3 separate regions of the Sus scrofa genome follow, and regions 1 and 3 are each linked to region 2. Evidence: chromatin contacts called from public HiChIP or PLAC-seq data. All regions are on one chromosome and are shown on one strand. The core of a region is the stretch at or near the end of the contact, and the rest is flanking DNA. Distances in the headings are between cores, read along the strand shown. Region 1 has its middle 26 kb from the start of BHLHE40. Region 2 overlaps ITPR1 (inositol 1,4,5-trisphosphate receptor type 1). Region 3 has its middle 30 kb from the start of ARL8B.

The links. HiChIP or PLAC-seq counts read pairs in DNA pulled down with a chosen protein or histone mark.
Region 1: an H3K27ac HiChIP or PLAC-seq map of alveolar macrophages shows a contact between it and region 2. The contact joins two enhancer-like sites. A contact is called at or near these places in 2 of 47 Hi-C or Micro-C datasets (psoas muscle and skeletal muscle) and 2 of 2 datasets of contacts at active chromatin or transcription factors (alveolar macrophages and skeletal muscle).
Region 3: a contact with region 2 is called in an H3K27ac HiChIP or PLAC-seq map of alveolar macrophages. The contact joins two enhancer-like sites. A contact is called at or near these places in 4 of 47 Hi-C or Micro-C datasets (embryonic fibroblasts and mesenchymal stem cells) and 2 of 2 datasets of contacts at active chromatin or transcription factors (alveolar macrophages and skeletal muscle).

The regions. Positions count from the first base shown.
Region 1 is chr13:61,551,792-61,556,270 of Sscrofa11.1, forward strand. No RefSeq gene overlaps it. Among named protein-coding and RNA genes, the nearest start is that of BHLHE40, 26 kb to the left of the region's middle. Within about 2 kb of position 2,545, at least 15 of the 83 cell types and tissues checked have an H3K27ac peak or open chromatin away from gene starts, as enhancers often do. A contact at or near this core is called in alveolar macrophages and skeletal muscle, where this site is marked.
Region 2 is chr13:61,280,339-61,284,583 of Sscrofa11.1, forward strand. All of the region lies in intron 39 of ITPR1 (inositol 1,4,5-trisphosphate receptor type 1), which reads left to right. Among named protein-coding and RNA genes, the nearest start is that of ITPR1, 210 kb to the left of the region's middle. Within about 2 kb of position 1,508, at least 43 of the 83 cell types and tissues checked have an H3K27ac peak or open chromatin away from gene starts, as enhancers often do. A contact at or near this core is called in alveolar macrophages and skeletal muscle, where this site is marked.
Region 3 is chr13:61,609,002-61,613,300 of Sscrofa11.1, forward strand. No RefSeq gene overlaps it. Among named protein-coding and RNA genes, the nearest start is that of ARL8B, 30 kb to the right of the region's middle. Within about 2 kb of position 2,495, at least 2 of the 83 cell types and tissues checked have an H3K27ac peak or open chromatin away from gene starts, as enhancers often do. A contact at or near this core is called in alveolar macrophages, where this site is marked.

The DNA of each region.
Region 1 (4,479 bases), core at 1,295-3,794, 270 kb after region 2:
ACTGGGTTGTAGGTTTGATCCATGGCCCAGCACAGAGGGTTAAGGCTTTGGTGTTGCCACAACTTCAGCTTAAGTCGTGACTGCAGCTTGGATCTGATCCCTGGCCCAGGAACTTCATATATGGCAGGGCGGCCAAAAATGAAAAAGAAAAAAAAAAAAAAAAGAGCTGAGTATAAAAGCAAGTGTGAGAGTTTGGGATTAGCAGATGCAAAACTATTATATATAGGATGGATAAACAAGTTCCTACTGTATAGCACAGGGAATTATATTCAATATCCTGTGATAAACCATAATGGAAAAGAATAAATACATATGTAACTGAATCATTTTGCTGTACAGCAGAAATTAACAAAACATTGTAAATCAACTATACTTCAATAAAATTACGTATATATTTTTTTCACAAGCCAAAAAAAAAAAAAAAAACCCAAACAAACAAGTGTGGGGCCCTTGCACAAGCCATGTGCCCACAAAACTGGCTAGGATAGCAACTCCTACCCCATGTTGTTTCTATGACAATGAAGGGAACTACTGCACATAAAATACAGAAATTAGGAGTTCCCTGCTGGCCTAGCAGGTAAAGGAGCAGGCATTGTTACTGCTGTGGCACGGGGTTGATCCATGACCTGGGAATTTACGCATGCTGCAGGGAAAAAAAAAAAAAAAAGAATAAAAAACCCCACGGAACCCATGCCTGGCTGGGAGCAGGCTCCCAGTGTTCACTGATATTACCCCTATCATATTTAAGGTTCACCTGCAGCCCTAGGAGAGCAGACAGGGTTTAGCCCATTTCACAGGTGAGGGAATTGAGACTCAGGTGATTAAACAACTTGTTCACTGTACCCCTGGCTATGACGGCAGGATTTGAACCCAGGGTGGGGTGGGGGCGGGGAGGTGGGGTGGCAAAGCTGCCTCCTTTGTGAGGGAATAGTGGGTGGAGGAAGGGAGAAAGCCTAGGAGTCTGGGAGCAGCTGGGAGGGCTGGAATGGCAGCTCCTTCTTCAAGGCTGACTTGCTGACCCCCTGGGGCTGGCTCCTATTGTTCAGTGGGCAACTCAAGGCCCCATAGGCTCTGGAGCTGGAGACAGGAGTGGCTCTGCCTGTTCTGTCATATGCAGTGAGCAGAGGGGGGTTCCGGCCAGCCTCCTTTCTCCTCCCAACCCCAGGTCCAGTCAGGAGTCGAGCCTGAGGGTGGGCCAAAAAGGCAGAGCCTGGGCTGGCCATGGAGGCTTGAATTCAGGGATTGAAATCCAGCCTCTGCCACTGACCGCCCCTGAGAATGCCATTCCTTCCCTGGGCTCTGGAAGGCTGCTGGAACCCAGGCCTTCCTGCTTGCCCTTCTCTCCTCCTTCCATGCTCCCCACCCCCCACTCACCCTCCTGGGGCCTCCAGTTAACCTACCAGGTTTTATCACCCAGGGCCTTTGCTCTCACTGTTGGCCCTGCTGAGAACAACCTCCTTCTCACCCATCCAGCCCTAGCTCACATCTCACCTGTGAAGAAAAGCCTTACCTTATCATCCTTCTCCCTTACTCTTCATCTCCTCACCCCGCACACGTACTTTGCACCCTCAACCTGCAGTTACCTTCCTTAGAAAGTTGCTTATCTGCTCACAGCTGGAGTCCTCCATTAGAACACACACACACACCACACAGCTGAGGTGGGGACTGCACTCTGGACCTCCTCTCACATCCAAGACAGTGGCCACAACACAGTAGGGACTTCATAAATATAAGTTGGGTGTGAGAACAAATGAGTAGCTGTATGACCCTGGAGAAATTATTTATGCTCTCCTGCCTCAGTTCCCCTGCCTGTAAAATGGGATTAATACCTGCTTCTTAAGGTGGATGTGTGGATTACAATAAAGCTGCCATTTATTTTATTTTATTTTATTTGCTTTTTAGGGCTGCGCCCACAGCATATGGAGATCCCCAGGCTAGGGGTCAAATTGGAGCTGTAGCTGCCAGCCTACACCACAGCTACAGCAATACAGGATCTGAGCCACATCTTCAACCTACAGCACCACAGCTCACGGCAACGCCAGATCCTTCACCCACCAAGTGAGGCCAGGGATCAAAGCCGTAACCTCATGGTTCCTAGTTGGATTCGTTCCCACTGTGCCAGGAGGGAACTCCCAAAGCTGCCGTTTATTGAGGGCACACTGTGTGCTGGGCACTGTACTGCATACACAGAACATGGCACCTAGGAAGTGCTTAATTAATGACTGTTACTTACATGGTTACCATGGCTATTACTACTGAACCACAGAAGTTGGGATCCCTGAATTGAGGGGCTGGACCCTGGATCCTGAGATGTCCCCCAAGAGGCTCCAGGGACACCCAAGGCAGGGAGACAGTCCTGGAGGCCAGAAGCAAAGGCCACTCTGGGAAAGAAAACTAGTCTGAAAGTCTCTGAGGGGCTCCTTCCTTTGGGATTTCTCTGTTCTCTCCCAACCCTTCCATTCTACTCTACCCCCACACAGCCCCGCCTTTCCCAGCCACACACTAAGAATAAACCTCATCCCCCCCAGCAGCCTTGCTGTCACAGTTTCCTGCCACCACGGTCATGGGCTCCCCGGGCGGGCTCCGAGGGATTTTCCAGCTCAGAGCAACGCTGAGTGGGACCTGAGGCAATGTGACCTAAGAGGGGCTGTGATGCAGACCCAGAAGCAGGAAAACCCCAGGCAGGCATTACTGGGAACCAGAATGGGGCCCTCAGTGGCCACCTGGGGTAGGGGCCCCAGGAAAAGGAACCAGGCCTCCTCTGTGACCTCGCCCCGGCGCCCTCCAAGTGGCCGGCCACGGCTTGCTGACAGCAAAGGCTGTCCTGGCTAGGGGCCCAGAACAAGAAATTCAACTCTGGGTCCCAAAAGTCTATGGCCAGGCTGGATCCAAACGGATTCTGGTTTAGAGACGTGCCTGGTCCTTGAGGAAGTCCTGTTGTCTCTGCCTGCTCTTCCCTCCACACAGATAGCAAGCTCGCTCTGTTGTCCTGAGCTAACCCTGAGCAGTCTCACTGATACCCATCACAACCAGATGCCATCCCTGGAAAGCTGGGCCCCGCCTGGGTCTTTCTCTTCTCATCTCCACACCGGATATCTATCTATTTCTTCCAAACATGTCAAGGAACCTAGCTCCTAGTTCAGCTCTGGTTCTGACTTAACTCAGTGACATTGAGCAACTTCTAGCCTCACTCTGGGCCTCTCTGGCCCCTCTGCAAAATGAGGCCCCATATGGTCCCTTTGAACTCTGACATTCTAGGATTCAGCTACAGAAAGATTCAACTATAAGAACCCTTATGAGAAAGTATGCCACCACCCCACCTCCAGTCCCACCCCCATCCCCAGGACTTAGATTCACACTTTTTTTTTTTTTTTTTTTTTTTTTTGCTTTTTAGGGCTGCACCCAGAGATATGGAGTTTCCCAGACTAGGGATTGAATTGAAGCTGCAGCTTCTGGCCTATAGCACAGCCACAGAAACATCAGATCTGAGCCTTGTATGAACCTAACCATAGCTCACAGCAACTTTGGATCCTTAACCTACTGAGCAAGTCCAGGGATCAAAACCGCATCCTCGTGGATACTACTTGGGTTCGTTGCCACTGAGCCATAAAGGAACTCCCTGTCAAAGATTTAGAAAGGTTCCCATCCACCTTCCTAGCTATGTTACCCTGGCCGACCCTCTGTTGAATGGACAGAGGATAAGATGTTTGCAGGACAAACAAGGCAAGTGCCTAACACAGTACTTCCTCTACCTAACATCCAGCCGGTGTGCATGAATAGGAAGCCACTATGAATTTAGAAGAAGGGAACAAGAAGACAGAAAGTATAAAGGAAAAAAAAAAGGCCAAAGAAGAATCTATTTGGCAAACATTTGGAGCATCTTCTATGTGCACTGGGGTTACAAATGTCAGTGTGGAGTTCAAGAACTCAGAATTCAAGGTGTTTAATGTGGAGGAGGCAGATGTGTCAACAAATATTCTACAGTCTTCTGATTTCTCTGTTCCCCAGAATCCATGGCCATTGAGTACAGTTGCACAGGTTCACTGAACAAGGGTACAGGGTCAGAGTTAGAGGGCTCTGAAATTCAGGCCAGGTTCCACTCCCTAACCATGAGTCTACATGGCTCTGCCTTCCTGGAGGGATGCTTTCTCCTAATTCTCACAGATGTGCCTAAGCCTGCAGCATCTGCATTTGCCCTGCTCTGATCCACTCAGCTCTCCAGTTGCCAGAGTGATTGTTTTATGTTTAAAAGCATAATATCACCACCATCCCCCCATAAACTTTAACTGGGCCTTCAAGTTCCTTCGTATCTGCCACCACCTCCTTCCCCCTTACACTCTGCATATTACACAGACCATACAGTATTCCTGCACTTCCTTCGACAAGGCATGCTCCCTCTGGCCTTTGCGCATTCTATTCCCTCTGTCTGGAATAACCCCTTTTTTTCCTATTTGGATGCCAAAAACTCTACAGATCTCA
Region 2 (4,245 bases), core at 258-2,757:
AGAATCAGAGTTCCTGCGAGAAAAGTGCATGGTGTGGGGCCTCTCCAGCTGTCTCCTAGAGTGGCATGCCCCTCGAAACCAGGAAGAGGAGGGCTTTCTTTCATTTCTTTATTATTATCATTTTTCACAAATCACGAGGCAGGGTCTCTCTCCTTACTTCCTGATTTCACCTTGTCCTTAGGGGGCAGGAAGAGGACAGGTAATGGGAGAAGGGTAAGGAGCTACTTGCTTAGTGTCTGTTCAGCTTATTCCTGAGTTGGTAGCTTGATGAACTGTTACCTTTGGACACACACAAATCAAGATAGGGAATGTTTCTGTCCCCCCCAACCCTGGAAGGTTCCTGCATCCACCCCTTCTTGGCTTTAAACAGACTCCGATTGATGCTTGAGACATTCATTTCTGTGACTCATGTTTGAGTGCCTGTTCTGTGTTGCTAGGGGATTTGGATACAATGGTGCCCCAAATAGGCAGAGTGTCTGCCCTTCTGGAGTTTATGGTTTTGTGGGGGAGATAGACAATAATACAAATTAATGTTAAATGACAGGCTGTCAATGAGAAATGTAGGAAGCTGAAGTACATGGGGTCATGAGGACATGCAATTTAAGAACTTTTACCTGGGCGAGAAAGGTCATGACAGGTGAGGACAACTGGCAGGTGACCATGGAGCCACTTTTCCTAAACTGTGAAGTTCTGGGCAAACCAAAGGTTTTTTTTCTTTTTCTTTTTTTCTTTTTTGATCTTTTTAGTGCTGCACCTGCGGCATGTGCAGGTTCCCAGGCTAGGGGTCGAATTGCAGCTATTGCCACCGGCCTATGCAACAGCCACAGTCACACTAGATCTGAGCTTGCGTGGTGTAGGTCTGTGACCTACACCATAGCTCACGGCAATGCCAGATCCTTAACCCACTGAGCGAGGCCAGGGATAAAACCTGTGTCATCATGGATTCTAGTTAGATTTGTTTCCACTGATCCACGACAGGAACTCCACAAAAGGGTAATTTTGATAAAGTCCTCTAACTTCAAGATGAGGCAGTGGGTAGAGCAGTGACCTACCTCATTTACATAGATGCCTCTTTGGAGAGGAATGGCGTGTTTAGAAAGTGTGGGCTGTGGCTCAGTGGATGGGCTGCATTTCTACATTTGGGAGATGTGATCCCCATTCAGTCACTGTCACTTCAGACTCTTCAGAGCCATCAGTGTCAGTTTGCAGCTTCAGCCTCTTGCCATTTCAACAAAAAAGCAAGGTTGTCATTTCTACTTGTTAGGGCGGTTGCAGCCTGCCTCTGTCTGCCTTTCTGTCCTTAGCTTCTGCCCCCGGGAGCTACTTCTGCAAGCAAAGGAAAGCCACCGCCAGTAAAATTTAGGGGGAAGAAAACAGAAGAGAAATGGGAGAATTATTAAATTTCACCTTCAGGGGGCGTTCTCATGACGTCCAACCCAGGGTGGAGGTGTCCTACTTTTTTACATTGCTGTGAACTGCTGGGTTGGGCACCTGCCAGCATTCAGGCAGCAGTTACATAAGAGCTGCTTTTTTTCCTGGAATTTAGGCTCACTGCTGATGTGTGACCTTCAGCAGTAATTGCCAATAAATGCAGCAGGGCTGTTTACTGTTAGACACTGGCAACCAGAGAGCAACCAAGCTCAACTCGGAGCACACAGAAGCTATTGCAGAATCTGGGGAAGTTTTTTTTTTTTTTTTCTTCCTTTTTCTTTCTTTTTCTTCTTCTTCTTTTTTTAATGTTGAGATGATTCCATCATGACTGAAGTTGTATAATTTAATCAAGTCAGAATGCATTTTTGAAAAATGAATTTCTCTTCTGACTGCTGATGAACTTTTCCTATAAAATATAGATGAAACTGCATCACTGGAACTAAAATATTTCTTCCTTTGTTTCTAAAAACAAATGCCATAGTAAAGGACATTGGGTTATTATCAAATGGAAAGATTTTAAATTTTTCTACTAAAATGCTAGGTAAGTTCCATTTTAGCTCAGTTTTCTTGCAAGCGTTCTGTTTTCTTAATGTGGCTTTTCAAAGGCTCAAGAAAGACAGGACCCAGCAAACATATTTGCAAGGCCATTCGCTATTTGCTTGTTTATTTTTTCCCTCCTCTGAGATTGAGTGGGTGAAAGGAACTGAAGGCTGATTCATGGGGGTTGGAGATTATAAATTCTCTTTGATGGGCTGATAATTAGATCTATAATACAGCTGCATTTATTGAACTGTATTCAGCCTCTGCTAGGGTTGGTTCATGGATGGAGACAGCTTATTTCAAAGGAAAATTTTAGAAGCCCAGGGATAATAGGGTTCATGTTAGTGGCAGCAGAAAACAGAAGGTATTTCTATGGCTGTGCTCTGTGCTGGCCTGTAATAGACACACATGAAACTGATGTATATATGTATGTGTGTACAGCATGTATGTGAGCATGTGCTGCTGTGCACATGCCATAAATAATAACCCTAGGAAGTCTCTGGGTTTCTTTTTATTTAAGAAGGACAATATATAATGTCCTTCATTTATGCAGAAGTACATCCCTGGATAAAATGTTAGGAACATTATGTATAAAAAGCGATCATTTCAGGGTCTTATCTGCCCAGATCTAGTTACTACTCCAGTGCTGTGGTTATGATGACCTAATTCATGGCCTCATCTGGGAAGGACACTCGGGATCCTTTTCGTTGAAATTCATTTTGAGTTTTTATTTCAAAGCCCATCATTTGAAATCTTTTCCCTATGAAGTCTGATTTTGCTGACCTTGACTAAAAGCCCTGGGAAGACTTAAGATCTAAGAAGAAACGTGGAGAGGCAGTAGGGAGCAATTGTTGGTTTCCAAGTTCAAAACCAGGCAACATCACATCATTGCCAGTCACTGTTGGTTTAGGGAGACTTCACCTTGACTGGAGGCATCAGACTCTGAATATAGTGTCTGGTACTGGGATGAAGGCAGTACAAGAAAAGACTTGTGAAATCCAAACATACTCATTTTCTCAAAATATTCTCCCTTAATGTGTGGTCATTGAGGATGACCTTCTGTGTGGAAAAAAATTAATTTTGATTATAAAAATGTGTTGAGAAAATCAGTTCATTCATTTACCAAACATTACCTTTTACTTTGTGTAGCATGGATTATATTTATGTAGCTGGTATCCTGTTTGAACATAGATAGCTTATTAATAGGCTTATATTTTTCAAAATTGTGGCTTTCTGCCATAAAAGCACCTACCCACATGGCAATAGAGCTGAAATCCTCTTAGGAGGGAGTGCTAGCAAAGGCTGTTGGTTATTTTACCAAATTCTGTGCCAGGCTTGATTTGGCCTTTTCCGTCCTGGAAATCATTTTAGGTCCTATTGGGTTGTGTTATTTAGGGAACTTGCCTGTTAGATATTATGAAGTTTACGAAAACATACCAAGCATTAGTTAATGTCTTCATTGGAAGAAATCCTAAATAATACCCGCTCCAGTCCCCTTGGCCTGCAGGTCAGGCAGTAGAAGCCCAGAGGGGTTCAATGATTGGCAGAGGGTCACACAGAGCATCAGGGCCTACATGAGCCACAATCACGTGATTCCCGTCCATTGCTCTCAGTTTTTGCATTCTGTTTGATGAGTGGCTAGAATTAAAAGTGTCCTCCTCCTATTTAAGTAGTGATTTCTGAAGCTGAAAAAAAAAAAAAAAAGTCTGCTGTCTCAAAAGTCTTTCTGTAATGTTCTGATGAAAAAAGATCAATAGTTTTAATTTTTGGTTTAGAAATTAAATGAAACCAACATAATATCAGTATAGGCAGACCATAGAGTATCAGTGCAATCATAAAACAGAAACCACTAATCTCTGAGTGCTTAAGAAATAGTTGCAGGAGTTCCCATCGTGGTGCAGTGGAAACGAATCCAACTAGGAACCATGAGGTAGTAGGTTCGATCCCTGGCCTCACTCAGTGGAATGAGGATCCAGTGTTGCCATGAGCTGTAGTATAGGTTGCAGACATGGCTTGGATCTGGCATTGCTGTGACTGTGGCATAGGCTGGCACCTGTAGCTCTCATTAGCCCCCTAGCCTGGGAACCTCCATATGCCAAGGGTGTGGCCATTAAAAAAAATGCAAAAAAAAAAAAAGAAATAGTTATATGCTACCTATGACCATTCTAAAAGAATTCAAGATGCTTCTTTAGACAAAGAGAATTTTAAAAAGACACACCAGTTCCATTTCCATCTTCTTTTTCTTTAACTTGTATTTTGCTTGGAAAGGGAGTA
Region 3 (4,299 bases), core at 1,245-3,744, 330 kb after region 2:
TCCTGTGGTGGAAATCCTTCTCTCATCTGTTGAAATTCTAAATTTTTTTTTTTGTGTCTTTTTAGGGCCGCACCCACAGCTTATGGAGATTCCCAGGCTAGGGGGTCTAATCTGAGCTGTAGCTGCCAGCCTACACCACAGCCATAGCAATTTGGGCTCCAAGCCACGTCTGCGACCTACCCCACAGCTCATGGCAACACCGGCTCCTTAACCCACTGAGTGAGGCCAGGGATCGAACCCACATCCTCATGGATGCTAGTCGGGTTCTTTAACCTCTGAGCCATGATAGTAACTTCTCTCCAAATCCAAATATTTGAAAATTGCAGCAGCTGCACAAATGCACAACCAAAAGAAAAGCAGATGGAGAAGGTAGCCTAGTCAGTGGTGTCGCTTGGTGTGGACACCTGAGGGGCCCCCCAGGAGCTTCTATCTCTGATTTTCCTTTTTTGTCCTTTTGCTCTTCAGAGAGGGCTGGTGGGTCCAGTTTCTCGGAGATGCTTCAGGAGCTTTGCTGGAGGGATCTTGGAAGCAGGCACAGGGCAGGGTCTGAATTATCCCTCTTCTCATCACCATTCACAGGGTGGCAGGAACCAGGTTCTTCTCATCTTTCCTTGGAGCAGTTTGGGGCCAAACATCTGCATTTGTTTTTCCAGCCCTCAGCATGTGGGCAAAGGAAGGAAAGGGTGAGTGTTCATTTACACTTTGGATACCAAAGGAGGTCTGCCCTGGGGCAACAGGTGACACAGGGGTTAGCAGGAAGTCTGCTCAGTACACTGTGCTCAGAGGACAGGGGGAGAGGGTGCCCCAGCTGGAAAAAAAGCTGGAGGAGCAGGTACAGAAATCAAAGGCAGGAAACTGCTGATTCTCCTGTGGCGGGTGGGCTTCTGGCTACCTGCCCTGCCTTAGTTCTCCATCTCGCTCCTGTGCTCCTAGCAGTGTTCCTCCTGAGCCTTCTCCTCATGCTGGTGCTTCTTCTCAGTCTCGCTGAGAGCACCTCTGGGGTCTCCTTGGAGACCATGTGGGAGGGCTCCATTTCCCAAGGTCCAGAGAATAGACCTATAGTGGCAGCCCTCCACCCACTCATGCTCTTATGCCCTCACCTGTTCATCTTGGAACAACAGTTCCCATCTCCTATCTATTGAAGGAGGCTGGATGTTGATAAGATGTGTTAGTGCCCAGAGAGTTTGATGCTTACCCGAGTCTCCAAGGACCTATGTTTCTAATTCTACCAACCCACTCAGCTTTCCAAGGTCCTGTTATCTAATTAGAGAAGCTGCCTGTGTACCTAAGTTCTTCTGGCCCTCTGGAAAGTGACAATGCAACAGAAACCTGCCCATTGATCTCTTTAATATTATCACCAGCATAAGTTGGACGATCACCTGTAGGATAATGCCAATAAGAACAAAAGCCTTCCTGTCTTGAATACTTAGTGCCTTACATGGATGAGCTCCTTTACTTTTCTCAACAGTATTATGATATAAGTACTATTATTTTGCCCATTTTACAAGTGAGGAAATCAAGACTCAGAGAAGTTAACTGGCTTGACCAAGAACACATAGCTGGTTTAGTACTGAAAATGGAATTCAAGCCCTAGTGTGCCTGACACCAAGTGTCCATAATCTTGACCATCATACAAGGTGCTTCTGGTTATTCCTACTAATATCTCTGTGAGGAGTTGTAAAGAGAATTAAAACCTTAGATAGAGGGAGATGGAGGTTGGCCTCTGCATTAATGAGAGAAATATGAGCTACAATAATGATTAGACCCCCATTTTCAGTGTTTTCACCCAGTGAAAATGTATTTGTTACTCACAAAATAATCTGATGAAGATGTTCCTGGTGGCATTCATCCAGGTGGTGATTCTGGCATCCAGTCACATCTTATCTCTTGGCTCTACCAACCCTTAGAGGCTTAGAGACCTCTGTGTCCAGGAGGAAGGGGAGAAAAGAAATGGCAGACCCTCTTCTTAACTACTTTGGCCATAAGTAACACAAATCGCTTCTGCTCGCCTTCTGTTGCCCAACACTAGTCACATGCCCCTGCACAAATGAAAGGGCCTTGGGATGCACTGCCTCCCTAGGCCACCACGTTTCAGCACCAACTCTGCCTCATGGGTGGGGGAGCATGAAATATTTGGTGAAAATTTAGTTATTTCTGCCCCAGCCTCAGTGATCATATGTTCCTTCTATCTTGTATGGTTACATAATTTGCCTAAAATACATGGGAATTTGTTGAAGGTGAAGATCCTTTCAATAGGGCAGTGTTCCTGTGAGAAATGACCAGGACAGAAAATGTGTGTGGTCAGTGTCCTCTGTGGCCTGATGCTTTCAGCATTGAAAAATGAGAGTGTCTAGATCCTTCTCCCATAGTCCAGTCAGGGTGGTCCATTGTCACTTCTAACAGGAGGGCAGGATGGGCTCCAGAGGCAGCATGGCTCACTGCAGAGGGAGGTACCCAAAGACATGGTTTTTACATAATGTTTAGAAATAAGCATCTGAGAAGTGTGGAAACATGCCGTCCTGATTTACTCAGCCTTGTCGTTAAGCGCTGGCATTATCACCATCTGCCGAATGTGGAAGTTGTTTAAAAATGAGTCACCTGGCACCAGAAATCATTTCTGCACAAAGCCTCCCCCACTATCTCTTGGTATCAACACTAAGTCACTGCTGCTATAAGTTTTAAGAAACCTGAGAGAGTGTGAGTCTCCTCCCACCCCCCACTGCCCAGGTGGCATTTGGTTATTTATTCTCTAGCACAGAAGCATCAATTTCCTTGAAACTTGTTGGCACATTGGCTTTTTGAGGATGTTGAATTATATTGTGTGGACAAATGCAGTATTATTTCTATGTTCACATGAGTGTTAGACTTAGACTACTTTGCATCTCTTTCCCATCTTAACCAATGACAGACATAGTGCAGTTTGTCTCATTCACCCAGAAACTTGCCAAACCTCTCCAAAGTTTATCCATTTTGGGGTGATTTTTTCCATAGGGGAGTCAGTGTCCCTTTGATATTCTGTAACTTAAATACTGAAATGAAAGGTAAACTACTGTTAATATGTTTTATGTCAGGAGTTCGCTTGTGGCCCAGTGGAGTAAGGACCTGACTTTGTCACTGCTGCAGCTTGGGTTGCTGCTGTGGTGTGGGTTCAATCCCTGGCCCAGGAACTGAGCGTACTCTGGACATGGCCCCCCAAAATATGTCCCATATTAAATAGGGCACTGGAAGAGGGGAAACTGGTTTGTGTATAAGAAAATGTATTCATGTCAAATAAGGAGGAATGCTTCCAACAATTATAGTCCTGGTTTCTGCAACTGGTCATGTGGTCATAGCTGATATTTATAACTGCCATCTTCCTCTACCCACTCCATATCCCCTTTTCCCTTTGCAGGCACGTTGGTCAGGGCTTCTTCCCAGAGCTCACACCTTCATTCCTCACTCACTGCATAACCCCAAAAGCTGTCAGTTTTGTGGGAGGCTACAGGGTCTGGCTGCTGACCATGGTGCTGGAAATGCCTCTGCAGAAGGATGCTGTTCTGAGACACTGGTAGGTCCCCACAGCTGCCTCTTAGCAGAGAATCTCAGGATTTGGAACAAAGCTATATATCATCCTTTGCAGATAACTCTTCTCCTTTTAAGAGGCAACCTACCAAGTTACCAGGCAACCTGAGGTGATCATAGGGAATGGGGGCTGTGCTAGCTTACTCTTCATTAGTTGTAAAATACCAGAACATGTGTTCACCTTTAAGAGTCCAGTCAATTTTATCACTGGGGTTCCTGCAAAAGTTATTGATCCTAACAGGCGCTGCCAGCCAGCTGGGTGACTTGAGTGTCACCTTCCTTGTCTGTAAAGTAAGGGTGTCAAACCCTCTGAGAAAGGACCAAGCAAACCTGGTATAGGGTGGCATTCCATCCTCTGGGTCTGTAGAGCATCAGGTTTTCTTCATAGGGGTTTTTATAAAAGGGTTCTATGATTAAATCAGTTTGCTAAGCTCAATCATGTCCATTGCTCTCTTCCATGACTTTCATCATCTTTAATTTTCTAACATGCATGTGTAAAAGGACATTGTAAGGAGAGCATATGTATTGTTTCCCAATTAATTGTAAATATATATATTTTACATGTAAGTATAAAAACTGGTAGAAACCCCTTTTTATTGCAGACACCTATTAATATAACCAGGAACAGGCTTCTATGGAATACGGGGTGGGAAGTTCTGTTATCAATTATGCTATAAAAATTATAGGAGTTCCCCTTGTGGGTCAGCAGAAATGAATCTGACTAGTATCTATGAGGAT